Linked DNA regions of Sus scrofa: regions 2 and 3 are each linked to region 1. Evidence: chromatin contacts called from public HiChIP or PLAC-seq data. All regions are on one chromosome and are shown on one strand. Each heading gives the region's core, a stretch centred on a gene start, on an enhancer-like site or on the middle of the called end of the contact. The rest is flanking DNA. Distances are from core to core; before and after follow the strand shown.

Region 1 (3,234 bases), core at 532-3,031:
CAGGCTAGGGGTCTAATTGGAGCTATAGCCACCAGCCTATGCCAGAGCCACAGCAATGCCAGATCTGAGCTGCATCTGCGACCTACACCACAGCTCAAGGCAACGTAGGATCCTTAACCCACTGAGCGAGGCCAGGGATAGAATCCGCAACCTCATGGTTCCTAGTCAGATTTGTTAACCACTAAGCCATGACAGGAACTCCTGAATAGTGAGTTTTTAAATGCGAAAACTAAGCAATATGTTATTCAGAGCAATGTTCCCTTCAGCTCAATTTTGTCTTTTGGATAAAGGCTCCAAAATACATTTTGTGACAAAAAAAAGAGTTCTATGACCTCTAAGGTCTCTCATTTCCAGGTATGAAATTCTTTCATCTGTTCAATCTCAACAAGTTAGTCTATAACATAAGCACTTTTCATTTATATTCGTGATCTCCTCAGCACGACCTGCATCCATCCACCCAGCCACCTACCTACCTTCTCAAGTTACCTCTAATGTGATTAACAATCTTATCTGTCTTTACTACGAGCTATGGTGTATTATTTCATTTTCACTTCCAGAATTTCATAAACCCATTTGTGCTTACTCTCCCGCCTCACTCACTCACTCACCCACACACCAGGTACCTGCTGTTGTTTCCTCTTATTGTGTGACACAAGCGTAGAAGTTTTTTTTTTTTTAATCACTGTCCACACACACAAGGCAGTCTCTTCTGAGATTTGATTTAAAGGAGAAAGTCTTTAGGAGATGTATCAAAAATCAGTTCTGAATGATCCCTACCCTTATTTGGAAGCTCCCCAAATCGCTCCACTTCTCTTTGGACCCTTCCCAACTATCAAGGGTTTGTGTGATGCCAAGATGTTAGATGTAGCATTAGTATTTTTTTTTTACTCATACTTTTTCTAGATAGTTTTGAGCATTTTCACAGAATTTTGGTTTCTAGGCAATAGTATCTCATCCGAGCAGAGTGGACCACAGCAGGGTCTGGTGTAGTGGTGGGGCGGAGAACTCAACCAGGGAGGCTCTAGGTGCTCTCTCGCACTGCATTAGGGCAGCTCTGCTTTCTAACACACTGATCTGCTGTGTAAGATTTCTTTTTTGGGGGGATGGGGTGGAGTGAGGAGGAAGAAAGGTAGGGTAAGACTATAAAACCACCTGTCTACTGCGATTTCTCTCCTGGTTTGAAACAAGTGCTTGAGGTCAGCTTCCTGTTTTATGCCTGCAGGAGTCTATTTTTTCTTATAAAACCAAAAGATTTTCTTCTGTGTCCCTGCTTACCCAAGTCATTTAAAAACCTGCTAAACAAGACTAATCTGGTAACTAAGTCTACAATTTGACTCTCTCTAGTTCAATTCACTTAAATATTAATTGAGTACCACTCTACATAAAGCATTGCTCTATTCACTGTCCCAAGGCAAAACTGCCTTAATGTGCCATGTTGATTAAACATGGGCTTAGCTTTTTGCCACAATAGCTCCTTTAAATTCAGGAGCTTTGAAGAAAGGACAGAAATACAATGAATCATTTCAAGTCTAGATGAAAGGAAACGGCTGGCTTCTAAGGCCAGGCCCTACCATACCATAGGGTTCATTTGCGTTCTTTGCCTTTTTCAGATTGTGCTCCGTGCCACAGCCGTCACCACTACTTGAAAAACTGGGGTCTAATTAATGAGGAGATTTGCCTTCTCTGCCTATTCCTGTCAACCTTATTTCAATTCATGGGGTCAGTAGTTAGACTCAAAGTCAGCTGACTCCATTCTTCCCCTTTCCTAGAAATCACATGCCTATTGTTAAGATGCTGGATCATTAAAAGTCAGAACCACGGAGCATCAGTGCTGCCTACTGTAGACGCCTCCTCTTCCAGCTCATGGAGCCAGATGAGCTCATCCTAATTACACGGAAAACTGAAGGTCAGTGCATCAAATTAATGCAGCAGCATATTTCAAAGGGGCGTATGACCTCCCCTCCCTATTACAATTTGGTCAGTGAAAATGGTTCTCTCCTCCCTGCTGCCAATATTGTCAACAGGCATTCAGCAGAGAACAATTGGGAGTATTGAAACATGTAATTAAGTACTGCTTAAAACTACTCTATTCTAATTAATAGAGCCAATTTGCACAATATGTAATCTTTTCAGTTCTTTAGTACAGTCCAATGGTCTTCAGTAAGCAGCTCTAATCTCCTCAGGCTCAGGAAAGAAAAGCTATTTTCTAACTCTACTCCCCTTTTAAAAGCAGGGGATAAATGCCAGCCAGTATTTTGCATGTTAACTCCCCTGGTGTCAGATCTGGGATTCTGGCAAATGGCTGGCTGCTGCTGGCTTTCCAGCCAAAACTCAACCAGGGACAGACGTAAGCAATATGCTAACACCGTGCAAGACAGAACCTAGGTGACATGTAAGATTTGGTTTTTAGTAAAATGGACGTTTCTGAAACCAAAAGATCAGGTTTAAAATTCCATTATTTTTCTAAAGCTATGATTTAGCAAACCATCAGCCAAAGAAACATACCTTTGCATTTGTTTGTTGTCTTATCCAAAATCGCCTTCGTGGAAACGATTTTCCCATATCTAAAAAAGAAAAAAAAAAAAAAGAAAGAAAGAAAGAAAAATAAGTTATAATTGAGGAACCCCGATTAATGTCTAAGTCCAGAGGATACACACACTTATCAAACATCTGCAACTTTTAAAGTACAAAATGTGCTTTACTAGGGAATAGGAAGTGAGAATTCTAAATGCAAACTAAATTAAAGAAAGGGAATGGCTAGGCTTCTCAATTAAATCTTTGGATATAGTTTGATGCTTAGCTTTGAGGAATCAGGTTCATACCCGATAATCTTGGGACCAAAAAATGGAATGTGAGATTTAAAAAAAAAAGAAAAGCTTCTTTTAGTAATACTATGTCTGTGGGCAAATGCAAGGCCAAAGGCAAGGCTACAGAATTGTTAATGGAAAGTATGATGATCCACACAGTCCTTAAGAACTAATCACGGGAAAGCTGCTTGCGTCACATCTACTCATTTTGCTTTTGCAGGCAGCCACGCCTGGCTCTAGATCATCACGGAAGGGTGCGTGTGTGTGCATATCTTGATCACACTTGAAGTGTTATCTAAATATTCAAATACGTTATTTAAAACAGATCTCTTTTTACTTTAGACTTTGATAACTTTACACATAATTTATTAAGACCTCATTTAATACCATCGTCATAGCTACACAGTGTACTCACTAATGTGTGTGT
Region 2 (3,234 bases), core at 316-2,815, 240 kb after region 1:
AAATGAGCTACGCATTTTAAAGATTTCTTCAGGGTTTTGAGGACAGGAAAGACAGAGTGCCTTGTAGCATTAAAGATATCTGTAAGTTTCTCATTTCCTGTCCCTGCTGTATTCACCTTCAATATTTCTCTTCTATCAACAGATTTTTAAACAGCTCTCCAATAGCATTCCATTTGAAATGGAATTGATTTTGTCTTGAGGCAGCTAGCATTAGGAGCTAAGTGCATATTTCCTGTTTAATCATTGCAACTTCATTTCCTAAAAATGAGCACGCTGAGTATTTAACTTATTTGATGGTGGGGGGAAAAAAGTACAGACCTTTGGCCTACAGCCTAAAAAAAAAAAAAAAAAGAACTTAACAGGTAGCAGTTTGGGAAGCAGTTAAGAATGTAATTAAAAACAAATCTGGGTTCCTCAGATTGCATTGGATTAAAAAATCTCAGGATTTCTAGGGGTCAGTCTCTCAGGACACTTAATTCAATTACCCATCTGGGGTTTGAATCCCAATATACCCTTGCTGAGTGGTCACCCTGATGTATAATGCTTCATCATTGCAAACAAGGAACTTAGCCCCCCAAAACACTCCCCCCATCTCTGACTGCAAGGAAGGTTTGCATTATGTGGACTCAAAGTCTGTATTATAGTAACTGTAATCATTGGTTCTGGAGAAATCAATGGGGACACACAAAGCAAGTTCAACATTCTATTCCACAGCTCATTAAATTTCTAAAGACAAACTGACACCTCCAATTCTATTGACAGTTGCTGCATTCCAGCTTTGGGTTGAGCAGACACCAATTTGTTTATGATCACTTGTGGCCATGGCACCTGATCTCCATCCTTGCTCCAGTTGCCATCTGAATAGATCAGAATCAATCCGGGCTTTCATCAGCTTCATTTCAGGCAGTGGGATTCTAATTAAATAAAGCCTTAAACAACGTGGACAACTTTGGCAACTCTGTCCTGCACCTGAAATCCATTGAATGTAATATCAATTACTAAATCTTTTTCATAGCTACTTACTAGGTAATATTGCGGCTGGCACTCCCACACCCATTACTAACGACCACTAACATCATTTCTATTACTCTCTACCAGGCACTATTCAACTGCTTGACATATAATGAACTCACTCAAGCTACTATGAGTTAGGTATTGTTCTTCCCATTTACTGATGCAGAAACTGAGGCAGTTGAGGTGAGAGAAATAACTTGCTCAGATTTATAGAGATCATTTGTGAGAGCACCAGAGGACAAATTCCAACTCTCCAAATAGATGTAAGAAACATCATACAATTGGTTGGTCCCTCTGGCCCTGAGTAAAAGGCTGGTCACCTAAACTATTAGATGTCGATTTATATTGTTCATCACATCTTTTTGGGTCATGAGCTCTCACCCTAGGTTTTATGTCAGCAGTAACTATAATCAGCATGTGTTCTAATTATCAACCAAGATACTGATAAAAATCTAAACTGGGCAGTGCGAAACTTAGACTGACCCTCCAGTACATTATGTAGAGCCATTCTCCAGACTAACGTCTATCCATGAACCAACATCGTTGGTTGGGTAAACTATGTATGTGGCTTCATAATTATGCCACTTTTCTAGCTGAAGATTTCTCAATGCTCATGTCGCAATATACGGGTGTCTTGCAATCTGAGGTTTTCATAACTAATTGATGTCTTTAAAAACAGAGCAGATTAAAGATAACCAAATGAAAGCCACTCGTTCACTTCCATTTTATCAAACTTTCTTGAGTATGATAAATAAGGTGGGGGGTTATAACTGGCATGGGAATAGTAGTGGATATGTTCTTAAGAGAGTTGTAAGTAGAAAAATCAATTCTCAAAGGCATAGTGGTAGAAAAAAAATGATAAATACTGCTCTGGCCCACATTTTTCCCTATTGGTTACAAGGATTTAATGAAAAATTTTGTCACATTCATTTTGAATATTTTTTGTCTCCATTCCCATGGCTGTGACCTTGTATTTCTTTCAGTGTTAGAATGGATTATTCACCACTTCTTATCCTGAAAAATTTCAAAAATATAGAAAAATTGAAAGTCTTGTACAATGAACACCTATATCCCCATTATTATATGTTTTATTTTGTATGTATATATATATATACATACATATATATATATTTGTTTTCTGAACTATTTGAAAATAAGTTGCAAGCATCATGACAATTCTCTCCTGGGCCAGTCATCTGCCTATTTGATCTATTCTCTGTTCTTCCTCTGCATTGCTCTGTATCTCATGGAGCTGGTACCTGCAAACTACATTTCCCAGACTCCCTTGCAACAGAACTCCTGGGTTCTGTTTAGGTTTCGGCCAATGAGAGGCACCAGGTGGAGACTGGATAGTCAGAAGTGAGAAGGCAGGATATTTCCACCACACTCCTTACACATTGGGAATTGTCTTTGTCAGTGTCTTTGTTAAATAGCTCCTTTCTCCATAGTCCAGGCTTCCACTGGGGAGCCCCTGCTAATTCTCAATGGCACAGCTCTGGCTCCTGGGCTCTGGTAATACTACCTTTGAATTGGCAGTGGCTTTTTCTTTTATGAATTTCTGAGTTGACTCCTTGTCATTTGTTTTCCCTTTCAACTCTTTCAAAACCTTTTATCCATTCCCTGTACTGAATGCCCTTTTTTGAACTCCCTGTCTTGTGAGTTGTTTACTGATTCTAAGTAAAAAAGCTCTAAACCCTCTGTACCCTTTTTCTAAAAATAGGACACTTTTTATCAACCTCAATACCATTATCACTTAAAGACATTACTAATAACCTTTCTGATATTATCTGATACCTCAGTCCATATTAACACGTTCCCACTTGTCCCCCAAATGCTTTCTATAGTGATTTCTTTGAACTAAATCCAATCAAATTCACTGATTACATTTGATTGCTGTATCATTTTAGTTTCTCTTAATGTGAAAATATTCCACCATTTTTTCCCCTATGACATTGACTTTCTGAGGATATCAGATGAGTGGGTTTCTAGAATGCACCGCATCCTAGATTTTTTCTGATTTTTTTCCATTTGGTGCTTCTAAGCTTTTCTTAAATTTAAGGGATTTATAATCTGGATGTTAGGTACAAAGTCTTGATTAAATTCAAGTTTAAAAATTTTTTTTATATATATATTTTTGTCTTTTTTATTTTATTTTATTTTTTTTTTATTTTGACAAGAATGCTTCATAGATGCTACCCTTTCTTACATATTGTGTCATAC
Region 3 (3,234 bases), core at 534-3,033, 190 kb after region 1:
TGCATAAAGCTATTCCTGCCCGTGAATCATCCTAGTTTGTGTGTAATAGAGTATATCTTGGTTGAAACAATTGTTTTTTTTCCAATCCATGCTACACATTTCCTGGCCTTTCTAGGGTCGTATCTTCATACTTATGAAAAACAGTTAATATCACTTTAACAGGTTGTCTTGGTCTTTTCTCATGAATTATAAAATCCCCATAACAAAACTGATTTTATTTTTCATGTTATAATAAATGTTGAGGCAAGTTACATTAGTAAAAAGTAGAAAAAGAAGTTAACAGTCTGAATCTGATAAAAATAATTTTTTTAAGTGAAAAAAAGATATTTTTCTCTTCAGGTGCTGGTAAAAATTTACAAACTCCTCAACTGCAATGAAGTTTTATATTTTACCAGTGCTCCATGGGTCTATGACCAGCAAATATTACTGAGTGGTTAATATGTCTACAGACTTAGAAAATTTAGCCAAAGCTGTATTTGCTTATCATTTTAAACTGCAGTGCAGTCTCTTTATATTGTATATGCAGATGATTTGTCATGTGAGAGTTAGGAGACAGATTTGAACCCTTATTTCCTCATTATTGCTATGTAATCCTGGGCAAGTTACTTGACTTCTATGTGCCTTAGTTTGCTCATTATAAAATGAGGGAAGATAAAATCATTATACTGTATACCTTCAACTTATACAGTGCTGTATGTCAATTATATCTCAATAAAATTGGAAAAATAGGAAGTTCCCATTATGGCTTAGTGGTAATGAAACTGACTAGTATCCAGGAGGATGTGGGTTTGATCCCTGGCCTCCCTCCGTGGATTAAGGATCTGGCATTGCAGTGAGCTGCAGTGTAGATTGCAGACATGACTTGGATCCTGCATTTCTGTGGCTGTGGTGTAGACCAGCAGCTGTAGCTCAGATTTGACCCCTAGCCTGGGAAGTTCCATATGCCACAGGTGTCACCCTAAAAAGCAAAAAACAAAACAAAACAAAACAAAATTGGAAGAATAATGAGATTAATAACTTTTCCTACTTATAAGTTGTATCAAATGAATATCAAGAAATATATTTATATTCATATCCTATGAATATTATAATGTTATTTATGCCGTAGGTATACATCACTGAGAAAGTTATCTGGTAAATAATAAATAATAATATGTTAGCTATTATTACTAATTTTAAAATGTAAGATCTCATTGCTGCAATTTTTATACTGATCTTGGACATTGGCAAAAATTATAGTGTTAGGAAGTAATTGTCCAGAGAAAATCAATTCTTCATAGACATTCCAGACAGCACAGAAATTCCTAGAACATGTGCAAACATGAAGAAAAGAATTAATCCTTTATTGAATAGAGTTATCACTATTTTGTGATTAACTGAATCTTAAGTTAACTGTCATGAAGAGTCACAGAGGTAACTCTGACTTCTGTGAGATTTCCAGAGCTGGCCTGCACTGATCCAGTCAGCAGAAGTCAGGATAGATGGAGATTCATATTCTAAACTCGCTGCAGTTTAAGGGCACATGAGAACTGCCTTAACTTAATATTTGTAACCCTCTCTTCTTGCTCTGCCTTCCTGTTTCAGCTCTCATTTATAAATTGTGTGCTTTTTGCAGTCTATTCGTTGCCATGTTTTTTGCACCTTTGTGCTTTTTGCTGATGATTTCACTGTTTAAAATGGCCTCAAATGTTGTGCAGTTTAGGGTTCCTTAACCACTGGATTGTGATGTTCCTTATGAAGAAAATATGCTTTGTGTAATCATGAGTTATAGTGCTTTGGCTGTGAGTTCAGTGTTAATGAGTCAACAATATGATATATTCAGAAAAAGGAAGAGGAAATCCACCAATCTGTGTATGAGACTGCTTGCAAAAGCATTGAGAGTAACATCGATAGTTCATGATGAAGCTATGAAAAAGATCGAAATGTAACTGTATTGTGGATTCATGAGATGAATTGTTCTGGGACTGAAAGCCAAAAAAATTTACAGTCATGTTTCCCAGGGTCAGGAATATGTTAAACTCATCCTGGCTATTGAAATATGTCAATAATTATTTGCAAGTTACGTATATATATATAAAATTTATAAATATAATGTATATACATATATATTATATAACATGTATTATATATATATTTAAACAGAAACACATTAAACAAGATTATGTATTAATTTTGTCTGACCGGAAGCTCACAGGAACCTAACCCTCTATTTCTCCTAGGAGCAGTGGCTCAGTATTCATTAACGCAGTGTTTCCAATGACTTTATAGAATATAACTATTATAAATAATAAGAATTGAATGCATATTCTTTGATAGTATTCAGCAGTGGTTCCCAAGCAGGGTGATTTTGTACCCCTGGGACATTTAGGAATGTGTAGAGGCATATTTATGGTCATGACTTTGTTGTGGGTTGGGGCTGGGAGGGGGTGCCAATGCCATCTAGTGGGTAAAAGCCAAGAATGCTGTTAAACTTCCTACAGTGCATAGGACAGTGCCCCCATCATATAATCATCCTGTCAAAAAGGTCAATAGTGCCCAAGTTGAGAAATCCCCCTCTAGACCAAGACTTCAGACTTTCTCTGTAAGGATGATATAGTTAATATTTTCATCTTTGTGATTAATGTGGTCTCCATTACCACTACTCAGCTCTGCCACTGTTGCATGAAAGCAGCTACTGACAATACACCTGCTGACATGGGTGCAATAAACTTTGCAATAAATTTTATTTGTAAAAATAGTCAGCATGCTGGATTTTGGCATGGGCTATAGTTTGTGGACTCCTCCATAGCAGAAATTCTCAATCATGATTGCTCACTAGAAGCAACCAGGAGCTTTTAAACAGTGGTATTACCTGGACTCTCCTCCTTCCAGCTCTAATTTGATTGACCTGGGAGGGCTCCCCCAGTATTAGCATTAATTAAAAGCATCCCATTGATGAGAATGAACAGCCAATGTTGAGAGCCACCACTCTGAAATAATTGTTGTTTGTGTACCTGAAAGTTGACCCAGCACGGTAGACCCTTATAAACAGTCAGCAGAGACTTCTCTTGCAGTCTGGCTTTTGTCCCAGGCACTATCCTGAAAGTCCACAAATTAATGGCCTTTTACTAGTGCTCATTCCTCTGAACTTCTGAGGTTCACATTTAGAGACACTCCATGCTTTCCAGAAACTTGAAATTCCTCATTCCTGGTTCTCCTCCTGTGCTTCTAAATACTCTTTGGCTTCTTCTTCAA

The links. HiChIP or PLAC-seq counts read pairs in DNA pulled down with a chosen protein or histone mark.
Region 2: a contact with region 1 is called in an H3K27ac HiChIP or PLAC-seq map of alveolar macrophages. The contact joins two enhancer-like sites. A contact is called at or near these places in 1 of 47 Hi-C or Micro-C datasets (fibroblasts) and 1 of 2 datasets of contacts at active chromatin or transcription factors (alveolar macrophages).
Region 3: an H3K27ac HiChIP or PLAC-seq map of alveolar macrophages shows a contact between it and region 1. The contact joins two enhancer-like sites. A contact is called at or near these places in 2 of 5 promoter capture datasets (fetal liver and liver), 6 of 47 Hi-C or Micro-C datasets (fetal heart ventricle, omental adipose tissue, retroperitoneal adipose tissue and 2 more) and 1 of 2 datasets of contacts at active chromatin or transcription factors (alveolar macrophages).

The regions. Positions count from the first base shown.
Region 1 is chr15:67,233,245-67,236,478 of Sscrofa11.1, forward strand. It overlaps RBMS1 (RNA-binding motif, single-stranded-interacting protein 1), which reads right to left. Exons shown (of 14, transcript XM_003133427.6): 3 at 2,506-2,564. Among named protein-coding and RNA genes, the nearest start is that of ITGB6, 110 kb to the left of the region's middle. Within about 2 kb of position 1,782, at least 5 of the 83 cell types and tissues checked have an H3K27ac peak or open chromatin away from gene starts, as enhancers often do. A contact at or near this core is called in alveolar macrophages, where this site is marked.
Region 2 is chr15:67,471,251-67,474,484 of Sscrofa11.1, forward strand. No RefSeq gene overlaps it. Among named protein-coding and RNA genes, the nearest start is that of RBMS1, 63 kb to the left of the region's middle. Within about 2 kb of position 1,566, at least 1 of the 83 cell types and tissues checked has an H3K27ac peak or open chromatin away from gene starts, as enhancers often do. A contact at or near this core is called in alveolar macrophages, where this site is marked.
Region 3 is chr15:67,423,643-67,426,876 of Sscrofa11.1, forward strand. The region is part of intron 1 of LOC106506256 (a long non-coding RNA gene); the gene reads left to right. Among named protein-coding and RNA genes, the nearest start is that of RBMS1, 16 kb to the left of the region's middle. Within about 2 kb of position 1,784, at least 1 of the 83 cell types and tissues checked has an H3K27ac peak or open chromatin away from gene starts, as enhancers often do. A contact at or near this core is called in alveolar macrophages, where this site is marked.